Regions from separate parts of the Mus musculus genome. Here region 2 is linked to region 1. A link is a contact called in public HiChIP or PLAC-seq data. All regions are on one chromosome and are shown on one strand. Each heading gives the region's core, a stretch centred on a gene start, on an enhancer-like site or on the middle of the called end of the contact. The rest is flanking DNA. Distances are from core to core; before and after follow the strand shown. Region 1 overlaps Gm35248 (a long non-coding RNA gene). Region 2 holds the start of G930009F23Rik (a long non-coding RNA gene).

Region 1 (4,172 bases), core at 1,067-3,566:
CCTCCTCCTCTTCTTCCTCCTCCTCTTTTTCCTCCTCCTCTTCTTCATCCTCTTCATCCTCTTCTTTCTCCTCTTCCTTCTCCTCCCCCTCTTTGTCTTCTTCTTCGTGATATAGGGTTTTTCTGTGTGTAGCCCTGGGTATCCTGAAACTTGCTCTGTAAACCAGGCTGACTTCAAATTCAGAGATCTGCCTTGCCTCTGCCTCTTAAATGCTGGAATAAAAGGTGTGTATCACTACTGCCCAGGTCAAAATCGGGTTTCTAAACTCCACTGTTGGGTCTCGGCTGGAAGCTTCCTCTTTGGAGCTCACAGCTACTCCCAAATCTCCCAAGCCTCAATGAGAGTTGCTGAGCCTAGGAGACCGTAAACTTGAGACATACAGATATAGACAGACCCCTCCTACAAATCCAGAGGTCATTGATCTGGGTGGGAAACCTGGCAGGTCAGTACTATTCTTGTGACTCCTCAGGGGTCTTGATACTGGATCACATATGGAGCCAATGGGATAGGTGGTTGGAGGCCCTTTATGTTGGACCTCTACCAAGAACAGACTCTTGCTACTCTGGACTCAGTGATCAAACTGCTTACACATGGTATGTATCCCTGGAACACTGAGGCTGGCAGTTGTCTTTCAGTCATTTGGCAAGTAAATGTGTAGTGTGCTGTGTCCCTGGACTGTACCTAGGATTGGGCCCTCCCCACAGAGCAGACGCCTGCTTCCAGGAGCTTACTGTCTGGTGAAGGTGTGTCAGGCCCCTTCACTGTACCCAGCCTCCTCCATTTCTTTCAGTGTCAAGAGAGCTGAGCTCCCTAGACCACTAGTCTCTTTCACCGCAAGTTTGCCGTCTGTGCTGCGTAGTTTTTGTGTCAACTTGACACAGGCTAGAGTAATTTTGGAAGAGGGAACCACAGTTCAGGAAAATGCCTTCACCTGGCCTGTGGTCCATTTTCTTGATTGTTGATTCATGTGGGTGGGCCCAGTCCACAAGGGGTGGGGCCACCTCTGGGCTGGTCCCAGATGCTAGAAGAGAACGGGCTGAATAAGCCGTGCAGAGGAAGCCAGTAAGCGGCACCCTCCATGGCCTCCACATCACTTCCTGCCCTGACTCCCTTCCATGATGGTCTGTGATGTGGAAGTGAGATGAATCCTTTCCTTCCCAGGTTTCTCGTGGTCGTGGTATCTTACCATAGCACTAGAGAGCAAAGTGAGACACCCATTTCTAGATACACTCTCTGCCTGGTTTGCCCTTACACCCAGTCAGTTACCCACACCTTTTGTCTTAGTTCATACTCAGTAGTAAACTGTTCAATACATGTATTTCTTAACTCATCAAACGTATCCAGAGTGCTTTCTATTTGCCAGGCTTGGTTGTCATCACCAGGGCTTTGAAGAAGGTAAGGCAGGTAGGAGTCCGAGGTACAAAAGTTACGGAGACATTTGCGCCAAGGATCATGCAGTACTGTCACAGGGCCAGCCACGGGTCCTCCCCAACTTGAGCACCCTAGGGATTTGAAGGATGTAAATCTCTCTGTTTGCCTGTGATCTTCCTTCCCAGCTGGGTGACACAGCCGGACTCGATTCTGTCCCTTCCTCTTTGCTGTGTCACACTCACAAGCATTCTGCCTCGTCTGGTGTTTTTTCATAAGTGTGCCCCTGCCCAGCTGCCTGGGAATCCCCGGGCACTTTTTAAATGCAGCCTTCCTAGTCCCACCTAGTAAGTTCACTTCTGGGAAAATGGAATTCAATGGCAGCTATCACTGACAAAGTTTTTTTAGGGAGGGAGGGGGGACATGGAGCAGAGCCGCAGACACTGCTAACTCTGACCAATAAGGGAAGAAGAAGATAGGGGCAAGAAAGGCCTTCCCATGAGAGGACTGGAAGAGTAGACACTGAAGGGGCTGTCTTCAGGGGCACGTGTTTATCGCTGTAGGAAAGTGACTGGCACCTTCGCTGGGCCTGTCGCTGGGCTTTCTTAGCCCTCCCCAGGTCGTCTGCACTGCTTGCTCAGGGAGCTGTAGGTGGTACTGTCAATAGCCTTACAGAGGGGTGCAGGTCTCTGTGGAGTGAGTGGTTAGATGGGTGTGTCTAAGGGCAAATGAGGCCCGTGGGAGGGCCTCTACACCTGCTCAGCTTGGCCTCCAAGGCAGGTACCTGACATTTTCACTTGCTTCATATGGTACCCCGCAAAGATGCCCACATACTTTGGGGTGTCAGATGCATGCTCTTTAGTGGTGATCACCACGGAATGGGACGAATCAATTGTGTGAGTCACCAGTAAGCCCGGTTTTCAGGGTGGAGCATACCTCTGATTTCCCAACTCCTCATTCCCTTGGCAGCGTGAGCGTGAGAGCCGTCTGGCTGGCCCTCCACGCCCAGCAACTCACCGGAGAGCTCGAGGTGGGTGCACAGCTGCTTTCTCAGCTTGCTCTGAAAGTCTGGTAAGAGTTGTGACAGCAAGACAGAGGACAGAAAACTCAAAGCCTGGCCTAGGAGGTAATGTGGGGTAGCCTCAACACCTAGGTCCTGTGTAGCTTCGGCAGCTCAGTCCCTGTCTCAGTGTCTCTACACAGCACACTATTGAGGGAGGACTTCCTCAGCAGGTTGATCAAGCTGAGTTAATTATAACTTGTTCTGTTGTGAGCGCAGAAGGCTGCCATCTTCCCTATGTACCAGTATCACCTGTTGATCTTGTTAAAACAGATGCCCACCCTGTGCCCTTAAGAAAGGGAGATGACAGACCCAGAGTGTTATCAGCTTGTAACTTGTCCATCTCTCCTGTCTGTGCCTCAGGCCCACCTCAGATGGTATTTCTACCCACACTGGGCCCAGCCCTTCAAGAGCGAGCCTCAGCGTCCCTGGCTCCTTCTCCAACCCTGCCCTTCCTCCAGGGCCTTCACCACCACTGCACCAAATCCCATTCCTATGAGTATCCAACAGGACTGTGCGGCTCTGAACCCCAACTGACCGGGCAAGAAGTGTGCCCCGGGCCTTAACCAGAGCAACTCATGGGAGCTTGATTTCCACTTGAATCAAAAGAAATGGTCACAGACACACACCTCAGGCTGAGGCAGGAGGGTTGCTGTGAGTTTAAGGCAGTCTGAATAATATTGTGAGTTCCAAGCAAGCCTGGATTGCAGACTAAGCATACAAAACAAACAAAAAACAGCAACACAAAAAACCCCAAAACAACAACAAAAAAACCCAAACAACAACAACAAAAATTTAAGAAAGAAAGGGATGTGGGGGGAGTTAGGGAGAAGAAAAAAGGCCACGGTTCACCACGTCTTCTGATGGCAGATCCAGCAATCTGGGCATACACAGTAAAAGTCACCCTTTCCTTTGGTAAGCCAGGTCCTACACACAGCCACGACCTGCACAACTGTGAGTGGCAGCCGTCCGTACCTATGCTTCCTACCCAGCGCATTCAGCCTTCTTACCGTAGGTACCCGGCCTGCAACTTCCTCTTAGTAAGGTCAAGGACAGACCAGTTGTAAGTCGTAAAGCATCAAGATCTTCCAGGGAGGGATTGGAGTTCTTTGGCTCTGTGTGCATTTTTTGCCCTGCCCCAGAGCGATGGGCAGCCAGGCTTTTCTGCCCACCGTGTGAACAGGCTCTGCTGGGGTACCTCTTCGCTGCTTTTGTTATATTGTTACTATGTATTTTACAGCTCTGCCTACTAGACCGCCGACACATTTAGAGCAGAGTCCCTCATTTGGTCATCTTTGGAGTGGCAGTGACCAGCACCACACCTGGCACGGAGAGTAGGCAGTAAATATTTGGAAAATGACTGAAAGAAGCCATGGAGAGCTCACGTCTGGTTTGGTGTGTATGTGTGTGTGTGTGTGTGTGTGTGTGTGTGTGTTTATCACACTGAATGCTAGTGACCACCCTGGATGAGCTTGGTCTGAGGTGCCCTGGTCCCTGGTGGTTATCATCTGGTTACAAAATATGTTAAGGATGATGAACATGTCACACAGGAGCCCCCCCCCCCACTTGCCTTGACCTGTCTCAAGCTCAGAGAGTCACTCACCAACTAAGAGTTGCCATATCACATGGAGTCACTGTCCACCTTGGGGTAGCCTCTAAGAACCTCCTGTCCTAGGCTCACGAAAGCATCATCAGTATGAGTCTATGGGCAAATCCTTACCAGAGAAAACCAATATTTACAGTG
Region 2 (4,095 bases), core at 312-2,811, 130 kb after region 1:
AAGCCCTCATGCCCTATAACCCAAACAGAACTGGGAATGCTTGCCACCACACCTGGCCCTTTATTGCTGTTTCCTGCCCTCCTCAGTAGGGGATACACACACAGGAGGAAGGAAAGACAGACATGTGCTACTACAAACCCCAACCTCAAGATGCTAACATGCACCCTGCTTCCTTTGGAAAGTCAAGCACTAGGGTGAGTCCAGCACTCCCTGGAATGACAGATGTCCCTGGTATAAACAGAGTCATGACAGCTTGCTCTGTTCTTTGCATAGTAAGGCTCGAAACTCAACTCTACAGACCAGGGTCCCAGGTCTCTGTCTCTGGACATGTCAAGAGCCTGAACCACATTCTCAATGCAGCTCAGCTAGAAAGCCTACTCTCTCAGCCACATGGCCTCTCCTAGGTCTTCAGGGAAGAGGCTTGGGGACAGCCTGGCCCTGTGTGTAGTGGCTCCCTGGCAAGGGACCATCGAGAGACCCTCCCTGCCCTTGCAGGGAGACATCTGTGAATACCCAGCAGGGTCAGAAGTTCAGGAGCCACCCCTTTGATGTAGCCTCTCCTCAGCCACCTACGCAGACAGAGACTCCAGACTGGACTCCCACCCCCACCCCTCTGGTGCCTTCTCTCCTCCTCCTTTCAGGGCTCTCAAGCACTTGGACAGAGTGCCTTGGTTTAGGGGTGCACAGTGGACATTCCAGTCAGGGGCAGCAGGGCAGCAGCTTACAGCTCTCACTCCTGTCAATGAATAGTGGCCAGGAGGGTTCTGGCTCCACCTCTCATTTCCTCTGTCCATGAACTGTTGATTCATATGTGTCTCTCCCACCTGTTAGGTTAAGTTCCTGGTCCTCCTGGTCCTCAGTCTTCTCATCTGTGGAAGGGGCAAGAGAAGGATTAAAAAAGGCAATACAGGAGATTAGAAACTGGGTCAGTGACATAGCTCAGAGAGTACAGGTGATTGCTGCCAAGACCAGCTGCCTGCGTTTGAGCCTTGAAATGGATGATGGAGGAAGAGAAGCAACCCCACACACGTACCACACAAGAATAGCCAATAAGTAATAAAGGCAGAACATTGTCTGGCTTATAGAACATGCTTATTGAATGTGAGGTGCTGCATGGACAGCACAAGGAAGAGACAAGACGAAGCTGCTGTCTCACCCCACTCCGGCTCAGGGACTCTTTGGGAAGAAACCTGCAAGTCCTTGTGCAGTGGATTTCTGATGCCTTGTTTGGATGAGTCGTTGGAATGCTCTTCCTGCTCTGGGGGAAAGCCCACAGTACTTTCCATGCCTCCTCAAGGTAGGAAGGAGTCAGACACAAAATTCCTAGCTAGTGAGACAGCGAGGAGCGGGCATGTGACCTGGTTTCACCAATCAGAGGTGTTCACAGAAGACCTTGTCAGAAACTGAAGTGTCCTGGGGGCGACACTCTGCTCCACACCAGCCTAAGCTTCCCTAGAGAAGGTACTATGTTCACCCCTAAAATGGCATACTGGGATCTAACCCTCAGCACCCCAGAAGGCACCCTTCAGGGAAACAGTCCTGTGAATGATCAGATTAGGATGAGGCCCTAGCAGGTGCTTTGATGCAATGGCCTCCTCCTCCTCCCCCCTCCTCCTTTTTGTGTTTTTGAGACAGGGTTTTTCTGTGTAGCCCTGGCTGTCCTGGAACTCACACTGTAGACCAGGCTGGTCTCAAACTCAGAAACCTGCTAGCCTCTGCCTTCGAAGTGCTGGGATTAGAGGCATGCACCACCACTGACCTTGTCCTTCTAAAAAAGAAAAATTCAGCAGGTACGGTGGTGCACACCTTTTATCCCAGCACTCAGTGGGCAGAGGTAGTCAGATCTCCAAGTTTGAGTCCAGTCTGGTCTACAGAGTGAGTGAGTTCCAGGAGAGCCAAGGCTACACAGAGAAACCTTATCTCATAAAACAAAACAAAAACATGAGGGAGAGAGAGAGAGAGAGAGAGAGAGAGAGAGAGAGAGAGAGAGAGAGAGAGTGGGAGAAAGGGAGAAAGGGAGAAAGAGACAAAGAAAGAGAGAGAAAGGGAAAAGAAAAGAAACATTGTGGCAATAGACACATTGTGAAGTAGAGCCAAGGTCAGGTGATGCTTCCACAAGCCCAGAAGCTCCAAACCCTAAAGCATCCAGAACTGAGAAAGGTACTGAACAGATCTTCCCAAACAGCCCTCAGCAGCAAACGACCCTGCAAGCTACTGCCCACAGGACTGCTGGCTGGCCCAGACTGAGGACTTGTGAGAGGCGCCATAGCTGACCCGTACAGGGAGAAACTTCATCCTGTCTACTGTAAGCCCCAGGGGTTGGCTGTTGAAGGTTTTGTCTATTGGCCCATAGCTGGTGCCCAAGAAAGCTTTATACTGGGGCTGGAGAGATGGCTCTGCAGTTAGAAACAATGGTTGCTCTTCCAGAGGCCTCAGGTTCAATTCCCAGCACCCACTCGGCAGTTTACAACCATCTGTAACTCCAGTTCCAGTGGATCTGACGCCTTCTTCTGACTTCTGCAGGCACCGGGCACACACATAATGTGGTCATATATGCAGACAAAACACCCATACACATAAAAATAAATAAGATTTTAAAAAGAAAGGTCTGTTCAATAACTAGATGTCTTTGCAGTTCATACAGCCAGATGTGCTGGAGAGACTGAGGCTCCATGCTCAAAGAACCTGTCTCAGTTGAGGTCCAGGGAGGGACTATGTTAGCTACTCCTGAGGTACATTATCAGGGCCTCAGAAACTGTGTAACAAGACTCAAGGATCAGAGCTGTGTGGCAGGTGGCTCTGGTGCTTGGCTGCCTGTTCTTGTGGCTTTGAGACCGAACTATGAACTGAGGAGTCACAAGATACCTTGTTCCAACTCTTTCTCCTGAAAGCACAAACCACACAAGGTCCACAGAAGGTTTTGTAACCTCCTGACTGGTCTGTTCCCTTGGTCACCAGAGGAGCATTACTGAGAGCGCAGACTCTTACTCTGTGTTCACAGCCTACTTCTCTGGGTCCTAGTTTAATTTCTCTATGACAATGGTATAAAGCAGGAGAGAAGGCTGATTTAGGGGTAGTTTGATTAGAGATCTTCTCTCATTTGGACTCTGAGTATGCATGGGTGCCCATATGAGTGAAAGACAGAGACAGACAGACAGACAAAGGGAGACGAGACGGGAGTAGACAATTGAAAGTGTAGTCCAGAGGCACCAGAACTACCCACATCTGCAAGAGAAACCGGCTGTCTGGCCTCTCCCCATTTTTCTGTGCCGATCAGGTCTCAGCAAGGACAGACAAACACCATCCAGATGGGTCACTGGGAGCCCACAAGCCCCACCCACCAGGAGTCAAAGCATGAGCCACACCCAGTCCTGACTGGGAATGGCATGTTTTATGTTAAGAAACATGAGCCTCCAGGATGCCACATGGGTCTGGGAGTGACCTCTCTCTCAGAGAGCCCTTTGTGCCTGGGACAGGGGTGGCCTGTTTATTTTGGCAGGTGTCCAGGCATTGCTTACCTTAAGCTCCCACACCCCGGGGCTCCCCACCTTTCCTCTCTTCTTGTATCTCCCTTCCTCCCAGGGCACAGCCAGGCTACCAGGGCAGGAGCTCAGGAGGCCTGGCTCTGATTTCCGTGACTCAGAGAGCCCAAGGCTGGAGGCTGAGGTGACTCAAGGACAGCTGTCATAAAGAGAACAGGGTTCAGGGGGCAGCCACAGGCGAGGGGGCATGGAGCAGAGGTAAGGACATAGGTGAGCCAGGTCAGGGCTGGGAGGGAGCTGCTTTGTGACAGGCGACACCTTCTGGTTCGCTCTGCCTGGGAAGAGGGTGGGATACAGCAGGATCTGTCTTGTTGCTGGGAGACACCATCACTGAAGGTCCACAATTATAATTGCAACTGTTCTTGTTTCTTTTAAAAATTAAAAAAAAAAAAAAAAAAACACCAGAAGATTCTCGTGCTTGGCAGTCTTCCTCCCCGCGGTTGGCTCCTCTTGTGAACCCACGGCATCGTCTGCTGAGAGATAATCACAGGCTGTGGAGAAGATGCAGGCCTTCCCTTAGTGCCTCTCCTCCTGGATGAGTTCTAACCCCTTG

What was found. HiChIP or PLAC-seq counts read pairs in DNA pulled down with a chosen protein or histone mark.
Region 2: a FOXA1 HiChIP or PLAC-seq map of pancreatic cancer cells shows a contact between it and region 1. The contact joins the promoter of G930009F23Rik here to the enhancer-like site in region 1. A contact is called at or near these places in 3 of 484 Hi-C or Micro-C datasets (the HL-1 cell line, bone marrow-derived macrophages and rod photoreceptor) and 10 of 115 datasets of contacts at active chromatin or transcription factors (the HPC-7 cell line, bone marrow-derived macrophages, double positive thymocytes and 6 more).

Annotation. Positions count from the first base shown.
Region 1 is chr15:38,321,800-38,325,971 of GRCm38.p6, forward strand. All of the region lies in intron 1 of Gm35248 (a long non-coding RNA gene), which reads left to right. Among named protein-coding and RNA genes, the nearest start is that of Klf10, 23 kb to the left of the region's middle. Within about 2 kb of position 2,317, at least 34 of the 459 cell types and tissues checked have an H3K27ac peak or open chromatin away from gene starts, as enhancers often do. A contact at or near this core is called in pancreatic cancer cells, where this site is marked.
Region 2 is chr15:38,453,947-38,458,041 of GRCm38.p6, forward strand. G930009F23Rik (a long non-coding RNA gene) reads right to left here and starts at 1,562. Exons shown (of 6, transcript XR_875184.1): 1 at 1,157-1,562; 2 at 825-869.